2 separate regions of the Mus musculus genome follow, and region 2 is linked to region 1. A link is a contact called in public Hi-C data. All regions are on one chromosome and are shown on one strand. Each heading gives the region's core, a stretch centred on a gene start, on an enhancer-like site or on the middle of the called end of the contact. The rest is flanking DNA. Distances are from core to core; before and after follow the strand shown.

Region 1 (5,787 bases), core at 2,247-4,746:
GGTGCACAGTGAACCAATTAAAAAAATTAAAAAGAATATGTTGTATGAAAAAAATTTCAATTAACAACAACAAAAAAGGCAGAATTATTACCCCTGGGGCTGAAGAGCTGGCTTTGCCATTAAGAACTCATACTGCTTTTGCAGAGAATCCAAGTTTGGGTGCAGGCATCCATATCAGGCAGATGACGACTGCTGCTCTGGAAGCTCCAGAGGGCCCCAAACAGCGGCACCTGCACTCATGGTCCACATTCACAGTCTTATACACATAATAAAAATAATAAATATTACTAAAAATAAATCTTAGCCCTTATTGAAATGATCGCTGATTACAAATCAAGATGCTTCACTTCTGATAAAAATGGAGACTATTATATCTATTTTATGGGGCGTATGAGGATTCAGATGATGGATATATGCAAAGTACTTTTAAGACATTTAAAACACTTTTTAAAAATTATCCTAAAGCTGGGCAGTGGTGGCAAATGCCTTTAATCCCAGCACTTGGGAGTCAGAGGTAGGCAGATGAAAAAATGCGAATTTCTGAGTTCAAAGCCAGCCTGGTCTACAAAGTGAGTTCCAGGACAGTCAGGGCTACACAAAGAAACCCTGTCTCAAGCCCCCCCCCCACCCCCCCAAAAAAAATTCCTAACAAAGTTTCTCATAGCTAGCCCAATCAGGAAAGTTTCATATTAAATAAATAAAATTTGTCTTCCTCGTCCTTTCAATTCTTCATTTTTCACAAAAGACTCATTCTGTGCTTTCAAGGGGTCCGGAGGGGCGTTGTTTTCCTTTGTTTTTGTCTCCAGCACGTTTTTATTCTTTCACACATTCTTGCCTTTTCTCTAAGACTAAAATCTGCTTTCCGCTATGTATCAAGTCTGGCAAGTTAATTCCATTTGCACAATGACCACACCCTTCTCTCTGTCCCAGGCACTGCCCTGGCTGAGCTGCTCACTGACTGTTCAGGAAGGCACAGCAACAGCAGTAAGGGCCAGCCAGGCATTACTAACACTCTTGTCTCACAGGCCAGCTCAAGAGTTCTAGCAACCACATGTTGGCTTAGAACTATCCATACTGAGATCTGACGCCCTCTTATGGTGTGTCTGAAGACAGCTACAGTGTACTTAGATATAATAATACTAAATAGTTTTTTTAAAAAAAAGATTTGATTTCCAGCTGCCAGGTAAAAGGAACTACACTTACGATAATCTTATCAGTTACATAGTTTAGAATACAAATGTATAGACCTAAGATTATTTTAAATGGTACTTTATATTTCTATGTTATAAACTAAAATGCATAGGGCTTTTTAATTAAGCCATCAAATGGTAAGATTTTGTGAGCCTGTATTTCCAAATTCCACAGGTTTAAAAAGATATTTACCTCAGAGGAAAGAAGTTTCCTGGAATTTTGATTTTTAAAATTAATGGAAAAAAGTAGGAACATTTGTATACAAGCATAAACAGGAAGTAAATTTTCTAATAATATATGCTCTAGAGGATGGCAGCAAACTGAAACTGGGAACTGCATGTTTCACCAGAGTACACCAGTGACAGACAAGCGTCTGCAGAGCTCAGGTCAGACGTAAGACTGAAGCTTACAAACCATCTGCTTCCCTCAACAGCACAAGCCCTCTCCTCCCCAAGGCTGTTGGCTGTCCTTTCTCTTGTGTGTGTGCTTGTGTGTGTGTGTGTGTGTGTGTGTGTGTGTGTGTGCGCGCTCACGCATACACACATGCATCTGTCTGTCCATCTTCCACACATCCCACCTCTCCCATTCTTTTCTTTGACTTTTCACTCTTAGGTTGTGTTTTATGTTAACTCTGGAACTAGTGGGAAAGCACAGAACTAATCATGGAATACACTTAGTTTAACATGTGAGGGTGGTAAACCACAATGCTCCAGACTCTGTAACTCCTAATCTGGCCCCTGCCTTTTGTCCTAGCTGAGAATATGCCCTTTCCTAGTACTACAACCTCAGATCAACTGGTTTAAACTACCTGTTACAGTCAAGGCCCTCTTGTGACTCTACAGGAACTGTCACTTGCCCTTGACACTTTCCCTCTACTGCCTTTCAGTTCAGCTTTGATTTACTTCCTCCGCAATGCCTCTCCTTATGCTTCCAACATTTGTGAGTATGGCTCCTGTGTTTATATTTGTATTATAAATATATTTTTATATTTTTATTGTAACACACATACTTCTGTTATATTATGTTTGACTTGCTTATCTAGCCCACCAATTTTCTGGATGGTGATATAGTTGCATTTGTATTTAGTAAACAGGCTTAAACAAAAAAAAATTCCAACTTCAAATCCATTTGAAAAGTGACAGGAAGTCATAAAATTATATTTTATTACTCATTGGTCATAGCTGGTTCCAATAATACCAGCAGGCTCCTGAGTAGTGACAAAGGGAACCACTAACACAGGCCAACTTCCTTCATCAGACCACAGACTTAGGCCCAGTTCTAAACTCTTAAGACAAGACAGCCATGTATCTGTTGGATTGAATTCAGCCCTCAGTAAAAGTTTCACTCTGGACAATGGTCAGGAATACTCTTTCATCATGCATTGTTTTGGAAGGGTAGAGTCATACCTTTTTGGTAGTTCTCAGAAGAGCCCTTAACTTCAAAACTGTGAATTATCCATGATTCACATACACAAAGCAAATGCTGAAAAGAACGCATTCATAGTTTTATGGGGAAAAACCCAAGAAAATATTTTTAAATATTGCATATGCTGTATGTTAAGTTCAACAAACTTTAAAGTTTAAAGTATTTACATGCTAATTATTAACATTAATTTTGATTATCTCCAAATTAAGTTACTTCAAAGTTCAAAGTCCAGGTGTCCTTCTGAATCTCTGAGTCACAGAAAGGAGAGACAATGGCTGGTTTAAAAGCTATTCCTTCTGATAGCTGATATAAAAAACTAAAGTCTAGCACAAAAAGGGACAAAGGATGAAGGACATTATTATTGATCGCCATGCTGCAGATATAGGTTAAGTTATTGAAGAAGTAGCAAAAATGAAGTAGGCATAAAAACATAAACATAGAGAAAAACTAGACATCCTCACTCTTTTAATCCGCGTATCCAATATGAACATCTGTGGTAATCACAAGCATCAGCACATCCATAAAGATGCCAATAAAGAGAAGACTTGGCGGCACCTAGGAGGTAACTGTGAAGTTAGGGCTGAAGACAGCACAGGAGCAGAGCACTCCCAGCATGCACTGGACCCCAAGCTCAATCCCTTTACTAGAAAGGAAAAGAACAGTCTCGATCTAAACACCTTAAATCCATCACTTACCAAATTACAGTTTTGATTTTTTTTTTTTAACACTATACGAGAGACCAGCCTTAAACCCAGAAAACAGCGCAATGACCTTGCGCAACTGTAGTGGAATGGACGGTTGGCCCAATTACAGGAACAATGTTCAAACAAAGGCTTGCACCTGTTCCTGCTGTGTGTGCGACAAACAGAGGAAACCCACAACCACAACTGAGCAAGTGTGGTTCCAGTGCCACAGAACTTCAACTAAGTCATGCCTGTGGGGGAGAGGCTGGCTAAAAAGATGATGATTAAATAATGTACAAGGGAACTACATGCCTGGCCCTTTATTTCCTTCCTTTAAAGATGATGTTGAAAATGAGTGGCCAAGGCAACAGATGATACTTCTGATAGAGATGGAGACAGAGGGAGGGTGCAAGGAAGAGAGACAGAGACAGAGACACAGAAAGAACCAGCTAGCCTAGCTTAACCAAAGATCTGTCCTACCAATTGCTGCTGCAGAAAAGTATATCTGTATATACTGTGTCACAGTGACTTTATATGCATCAGTATTATCTTGGCTTTAAACAGTATCTAGCAAGGTTTTTTGTGTTTCTAATCTCACCCCCCCACACTCTCTCTCTCTCTCACACACACACACACACACACAAACACACATGTCCTCAGGCCTCCCTCCCTTCCCTCTTCCTCAGCCCCATTGGTTATATATAAATACTTACGATGATTTCCCACCTAAACCATACACTACCACAATCACTTCACTGAGCACCCTCATCACAACTTCTCATATCATACTTGGCAGAGAATAACTGAATTTCTTATCACCAAACCTACAAGCACCCCTGCACCTCCTCCCATATTACAGTAACAGAGACAGACTCCTCTTTGTTACATGTTCCAGTCTGTGTGCAATTATACACTCTTCTTTGACCTCCAATTCTACCTACCCCTGTGGTACCAAGCTCTGTTTTTCTTCCTATCCTCTCTGTGAGCATCAGAACAACTAACACTCTCCCAGCCAATCGGCACACTTGGCCAGGTGTCACCCTTTACACTCATCACAGCTGAGACTCTTGCATGGCTCACTAGATCTACCCTTTGCCACCCTCAGCCTCTCAGTCTTGAATGTGCTCACCATATGTACCATTTGCTGTTGTTATTTTAAGGTATGAGTAGTCTAATGTTGAATATGTCAATCAGATCAGTGTCTCCTACCTCAATGCTCCCAAGAGAAGTGAAGTTCAAAGAAGAAACTGGGTGGTTAGCACGCCAATACACATGACTGCCTACTACCAACTTAGTCTCACGGCAACTCTCAGACCTCTTTACAGAAAGCAATCTTATAGCTAGTCAGAAGTTAAGAGCCAAGAAAAAGTGCCATTCTCATCTGCCGCAGCAAGACAAGAAAGGAGACTGCTATGGAATGAATTGTACCTTCTCCACATTTAGACACTGAAGTCCTGACTCCCTGTGTGTTGGTACTTTGAAGTGAAGTCTCTGGAAAATAATTACATTTAGCTGACATCATGAGGGTAGAGCCGTCACGATGGGATTAGTTCCCTTGTAAGAATAAACACTGATTCCCTGTGTTCCCTGTCTCCCACCACCATGCAAGGATATGCTGCCTACGAGCCATCAGAAGAGCCCTCATTACAAGACTGATCTAACAGCACTGTGATCTCAGAATGCCTATCCTCTGCAGCCCTAAGGAAATACACTTCACTGTATGTGCCATTCAACCTACAGTATCTCTTATAGCAACTCTCCAAATGAACGTACTGAGCACAGTTAAAACCCCACACACCAGCTCCAAGTCCATTCTGATTCAACAGTAGTATCTTTAAGGAAATGCAGGAATATTGGTCTTGAGATTTTGGTTTTTGTTTTCAAACACTACATTTTAGTTCACAACTGTAGAAAATGAAAAACCAAGCAAGAGTAGGGATCATAAAGAGCTTACTGAAATGCAGTATCACGTAAAAATGAAATAAAGGATACTTACCACCACCAAGAATGTAAGAATCCGGGCGGCTCCCCCAATGTGATGTTTTTTTCCCATCTTATCTAAAATAAATAAAAAACCATATGAAATGTTTTCTGTGTGGTGCTTTGCCCCACACATATTATTTACCAAGCAGTGCTTTTCTCCTTTAAGTGCTACCATAGATTTCAGTTCATCATCTTCATATTAGTCTTCGCTCCGTTTCCCAAGTACTCCTTTTACAATGTGATTAAGAGAATGATTGGTATAGGAGAAGATGCCACCATAACTTCCTTAAATTTGCTTCCTGCCACTCCAGTAATAAACTGTCATGTCTTGGTGCTCCAAGGCCATCTGTGCATGATCTTGAAGAAGCTGACAATGGCTAAGCCAGTAAAGGCATTTACCTTCACTGTGCAAGCCTGCTGACCAGAGTTCAAATGTAGGGTCCTACATAAAGCAAGTAGAAGGGAACCCCACATAGTTGTCCTTCTGTTTCTACATGCATTATCA
Region 2 (5,785 bases), core at 1,260-3,759, 90 kb before region 1:
GAAAGCTAGATTCTACTGGAGCCCATACAAGCGGCAGCTCGTCCCTGGATACCAATAGTTATTCTACCTATATTTTGCTATGTCTGCCTGTAATACAGGTCTTCCATCAGTCACCCTAAACCACAATGACAATGAGGACAACCACCACCACCATCACCATCACAACAATGGCGATCACTTGCACAGATCTCTACATGTGCATGCTGTTAAGATCTCCACGGTACACATACTTCCTAACCAAGGTGTCCTGCAGGATTTCTTTCATCTACTTATTCCATCATCCTTGTCTTAGAGTCCAAGACACATTCATTCTAAAAACGACTCCCACAGCCCTTGTACTGAAGAAGCTCTTCTGTAAAGTCTCTGTCTTAGAGAGGACAGCTATGGAGCTGCAGCTCTCCACCAATAGCAGGAAATAAATGCCTGGCATTTGTATTTCAATACTAATCTTTTTCCAAGAAGGAATCCTAATATATCACTCACACCTTAGCTTACCATGACATAAGATGGGACTTCTGTCGGGTATGGCAGAGCCTGCCCATAAGCCAGCACTTAGGAAGACAAAGAGGGTGCTGAGAATTCAAGGTCAGCCTGTGCTACACAGCAAGACCACAAGCTACAAGATATTTTAAAAAATCAAACAAACAAAAAACTCAAAAACGATTTTCTTTTTGATATATACAAATATTAAATTCATAGGAAAAAATCTAAAGCTAACAGTTCTCAAATATAGATTTTCCCTTAACAACACTGTTAGCATGGATCTAAAAAAGCATATAAACTAATAAGCTATTTCAAGTTTTACCCAGAACAAATCAGTGAACATGATCAAGCAGAATTTAATGGATTTTTAAAGCAAAAATTTGAATCATTTTATTATAACTTGGAAGATTTCTATCACTGAATATTTTAAAGGTATTTAGAACATTTTATCTTTTAATAAAGTTAGTACACATCAAAAAGGAACCCAAGAATAGCTTGAGCCAAAATCTTATTACTTAGTTTAAAAAAAAAAAAAGCAAACTGTTTATTTAAAGGGGTAGAGCAGACAGCATAGAGAAAGGCACAATGTGACGATGAATTAGTAAATAAGACACTTGTTTCTGTTCACCACAAGCTGAAACAGTAACTAGATCACTGAGCCTGCTCTCACTCCCAAGCAGGTGCCCCATCTTTTCTCTCAATATGGAGAGTAACTGCTTATCTCGGATACTGCATTTTTAAACTATTTAATTGCTTCATGGAGCACAACCAAGAAGCACTATAGTTTAGCACATAAAAAAAAAAAAAAAAACACACACACACAGATAAAGGACAACTTCGTAGGGAGCTTTTTAATCTGTGTAATACTTTTAAAAGATAGTTTTAAATTACTTTAACAAAGTGCCTAAAAATAGATCATATCTATACAAAATAAAATAAACCCAACAGAAAACAGGAAATTCTGCCAATAATTGGTTCTCCCTTTTAGAACACAAAAATAAAGGGGTTTTGTTGTTTGTGGTTTGGTTTGATTAGGTTTAAGGGTTCTTAAGTGTAATAATGAGTTGTTTTAAACGCAGACTCTTGTGGGGCAGTGGTTAAAACTTAATTTACCGAAATGTATGGTTCTCTTCCTAACCCTCTGTGCCTGTGACCTACGGTAACCATGGCTCTTCCTCGCGATGCTGCTTAGGAAGCCCAGGGCAGAAGCTGATGTGCCTTCTAAAGACAGAGCTATCCAATCCTACCCTAGAGGGATGCCGTCCCTGAAGCTGTCCCACTGGGGGCTAGTCTGCTCTCCTCCCTCAGACTGCCACTCGAACTGCTTACAAGGCCTTGAGCCTGTCTTTATCACTGTAGCACATGTTTTATGATACTCTCATGCTAAAAAGTCTTCATCCTTAAAGCGATGACTTTCCTTCCTAGAAGTGGACCAAGTTCCTTTAGTACAGTTCTAGGGAAACACTGAAATACGCTTGGATGGAAGATTTTTGAAATAGAAACTTAAATATTGCTCTTTTTTTCAATATAAAAATGGCTCAAAAGCCAGGTGTGGTGAAGTACGTTAGTATTCTTAGTACTTGGGAGGCAGAGGCAGGAGGATCATTGAGTTTAGGTATAGCCTGACCTACATAGTTTTCCAGGCCACCTAAATATCCATCTCAAAATCAAATGAGCCCAGAATTCAAATATAAGAATGGAAGATTAAATACTGAGGTGCCTTAGGTTTGTACACATATTTTAATTCAATTTTTGACTTGATGTTTCTCACTCATCCATGAATTAATACACAACAAACTTTACATGCAACATATGTGTAAGGCTATAGTAAGCTGACTCTGTTCTCAGAGACAATCACAGTCTTAAAAGAAGACAGATGATTAGACTCACGTGTAAGCATCAGCGTGGTGAAAGTTACAGAGGGGAAGGTGCACTTGAAGAAAGCCAGGAAGGGCTAGTGATGAGTGCTCAAAGGTAGTCAGGATGTCACCCACTGCCACGTGGAGGGAGAGGAAGTATGTGGTAGCGTGGGCAGCATGGGAGCACGTGACAATAGGAAAGGTCAAAAGAGCTGAAGCCAAGTGTTGGCAAACTGCAGCATGGCGTGGCTGTGACTGTGCTGTAAATCACTGTCTGGCAGCCATGGGCTTCACTATGGCACTGCCATGCATTCTGTGCTCTCTCCTGTCCTGAGCCAGAGCCCCGACCTACCTATTGTCCTTCCCAGCAGTACCCAGCATCTACTTTCACAACACATATTTCACTGCCCACCCTGCCTGGAGGTCTTTTCTTCCTCTCGAGGTCCCCTTTCTAGTTTCACGATCTAAACATTAACAAACAGTAAATCAGGATTTATGGTTCCTATAACCCTTGCATTACTGGGCTGTAGCGCTGACCACACTATATTTAAAGGTGCTGTTTTGTAACTGAAAACTGTCCTAAGAGAACAGGCTAGTTTTCTTTCTTGTGTAAGTAGCACTTATTCTGAGCACAGACACGGTCAAAGGTGGCTAAACTGAGTTTATTATGTTGATATTTTGGTTTTTTTATATAATAAATGTAAGTATACAAATTCTAACATAGCATATGCTGTTTTACACCAGGCAAGTGTATCAAGTTCCTGGAAGAAAACTGACAGAAGCCAACTTAATTCATACTTGTTTTTCTTATTTCCCAATAGTCGCATGCATAAAGAAGGTAATACGGAGTAACTTATATAGTCTTCCTAGTAACATTCCCCATAGATGATGGACATGAATCAACGGTGCTACTACATATAAAATACCCACTGATTTGTAGAATCATTACATCTGGGGAGGAATCTGAGTACTAAAGGTGACCATATAACTCATTTTTAAGATCAAGGTCTAAAATATTGCACCCAGTCATAGCTAACCATTAAGTGAACATGGTTTTAAACACTGCTTATATATGAAGCCATAAAAATCATTATTTCTTTCACTATAGAATCACAAATGGTAGGTCACTCAACTAAATCAAATTAGATCCTTTAACAAAATAAAAGTTAAGGCAAAAAGAATTAGGGGGTATAAAAAGCATTTTACTCAGTAAAAGGAATAATTCATAAGTAAACTGTAGCCTTTAATGCATTTAGGGAGTGAGCATCAAACAGAGGAGACGATAGACACTATGAAACTCGAAATCCCAGTGAAGGACTCACGGCCTGCTAGATCTGGACACAAGTAAACCACAGCTCACAACTGTATCAAAAGTTGAGAAGCTGGCCGTGGTGGCGCACGCCTTTAATTCCAGCACTTGGGAGGCAGAGGCAGGAGGATTTCTGAGTTCGAGGCCAGCCTGGTCTACAAAGTGAGTTCCAGGACAGCCAGGGCTATATAGTGAAACCCTGTCTCAAAAAAACCAAAAAAAAAAAAAAATAATAATAATAATAATAATAATAATAATTTTAAAAAAATTAAAAAGTTGAGAAGCCAGATGTAATAGATACCTAACAACAGCATTCCTGCAAGCAGAAAACCTACATGCTTTCCAGCATTCTCTCTATCTTAGGCTTGACACTTACCAAGCAAGCAGAATGGAATACAAAAAGATATTTGGTACTTGGTAAACAGAAAGAGAAATAATTATTTAACACTGCAAAGTAATCAGCAAGAGAATCTAATGTGTATATATAGGTAAAAACCCAGCTAGAGGTAAAACCAACCATACAATGTTCTTTCTGACCACATACACAGCACTGAAGTAGACTGTAACGAGAGAGGGAATATACCTTTAGGTTATTTATTCTAAGATAGTGATGTCATTCTTCAATAAAAATGTTATATTCTTTACGTATTTACAAACCATTTGAGTTCTTATGCCTCAGCAGAGGCACTGTCAACCATCTTCCACACATTAAGAGTAGGCTAAACCTCTCCAAATACACGAAAATCAAAGGCCTACTCACATTGCAGGTGATTTGGGTCAGAGCATGTAAGACCCTGTGAGCATGCACAGTAAGAAGAAAGCTGTCAAATATTGAATGAGCTTCACTGAAGTTTTGGTTAAGCTGATTTTGAAAAAAACTGTATGTTTGAAAGGACTTTATAAACATTCTTATTAGAATAGCAACGCTAACAAGCCCCAAGGAAGCAATGCTTGCTGACCTGAAGAAGACAGACAAGGGTTCCTTGATGATAGGAGAGAGCTGGCCATGAGATGAGATGGTCAACAGAAGTCCTGAAGATCCATAGACACAGGACTCAATGACCCAATGAGAGTTACATTCTCTCAAGAACTCAATATGAGGATGGGGAGTTTTCTCCACAGTACAGGGGCCAGAAGAATGAGAAAGAAAACAAAAGTGTGGACACCAACATTTAACATGTGCCAGGCTGTTAGGCTGGACAAGTGGACATCACAACACAGAAATGAAAGCACTGAGCTGAGGCACAGCATCATGGGCAAGGGCTAGAGACCCTAACGACAGCCAGGACGGGCTACTAGCACAGTGCAGCTATCTGAAGACCCAGCGGTATTGGGATGCCAGGACTGTGGGACAAACAATGAGGACAGCAGACGCTGTGGGGTGGAGTCTTCCTGAAATGATGAGCAGAGTGGCAGTGCAGTAGATGGCAGAGCAGTGCAGTGGAGCTGCCAGGTCCTCGGGAGCCCAGACAGTCAGAAATCCCAGAATGTCAACAGTGAACTTTCTATACTACTGGGTTTTGTGTTTTCTTTAACTTGATTGTAAATGTGCCCTGTTATTCTCTTTTGAAATACAAGTTCAAAAAGAACTCTGGATATGTAAGAGATTGAACTTCTAAGGTAGGACAATTTTTAAAAACTGTGGTCTTTAAACAGTTGGAATGTGTTTTATATTTTGATATTGGTACTAAGTTAAAAAAAATTAAAAAGGGGCAAGCAATGACCAAGGCAAGACTCACATACTATAACACAATGTAAAATATACAGTTAAAAGCAAGACAATAAGAATGTGTTTCCTCTGTGAAACTTCTGTTACTGAAGCTCAGCAAAGATTTCTTCCCAAGAAAATGTACATGCTGACAGTATTGAGCTGTTCTATTGCTCAGAGATTCAATGAATGGATTTAGAGAAAGCAATTGCAATAGTGACTGGCATAAAATATGGGATCAATAAGTATTAGCTACTATTACTGCCATCTGATATACTACCAGCTCTTTCAGAGGTCAGTGGGACATGACAGGTAAATCATGTCTGGAAGAACAGAGGCAACTAAATAAGTATCATTGACATTTTTGCTATTCTTACTACAGTAGCCAAGGTTTCCAGTATCCTTTCTATAAAGATTGAGCAGCCC

Evidence for each region. A called contact is a pair of places that touch in the nucleus more often than the background predicts.
Region 2: a contact with region 1 is called in a Hi-C map of CD8 T cells, with 1.7 times the contacts expected there. The contact joins two enhancer-like sites. A contact is called at or near these places in 9 of 484 Hi-C or Micro-C datasets (CD4 T cells, CD8 T cells, bone marrow-derived DN2 thymocytes and 4 more), 1 of 115 datasets of contacts at active chromatin or transcription factors (CD8 T cells) and 2 of 9 other capture datasets (adipose tissue and liver).

The regions. Positions count from the first base shown.
Region 1 is chr13:91,538,905-91,544,691 of GRCm38.p6, reverse strand. Ssbp2 (single-stranded DNA binding protein 2) reads right to left here. Exons shown (of 17, transcript NM_024272.4): 3 at 5,296-5,357. It overlaps Gm41016 (a long non-coding RNA gene), which reads right to left. Exons shown (of 2, transcript XR_873721.1): 2 at 5,359-5,787. Among named protein-coding and RNA genes, the nearest start is that of Gm41016, 7.7 kb to the right of the region's middle. Within about 2 kb of position 3,496, at least 94 of the 459 cell types and tissues checked have an H3K27ac peak or open chromatin away from gene starts, as enhancers often do. A contact at or near this core is called in CD8 T cells, where this site is marked.
Region 2 is chr13:91,628,330-91,634,114 of GRCm38.p6, reverse strand. All of the region lies in intron 4 of Ssbp2 (single-stranded DNA binding protein 2), which reads right to left. Among named protein-coding and RNA genes, the nearest start is that of Gm22778, 92 kb to the left of the region's middle. Within about 2 kb of position 2,509, at least 11 of the 459 cell types and tissues checked have an H3K27ac peak or open chromatin away from gene starts, as enhancers often do. A contact at or near this core is called in CD8 T cells, where this site is marked.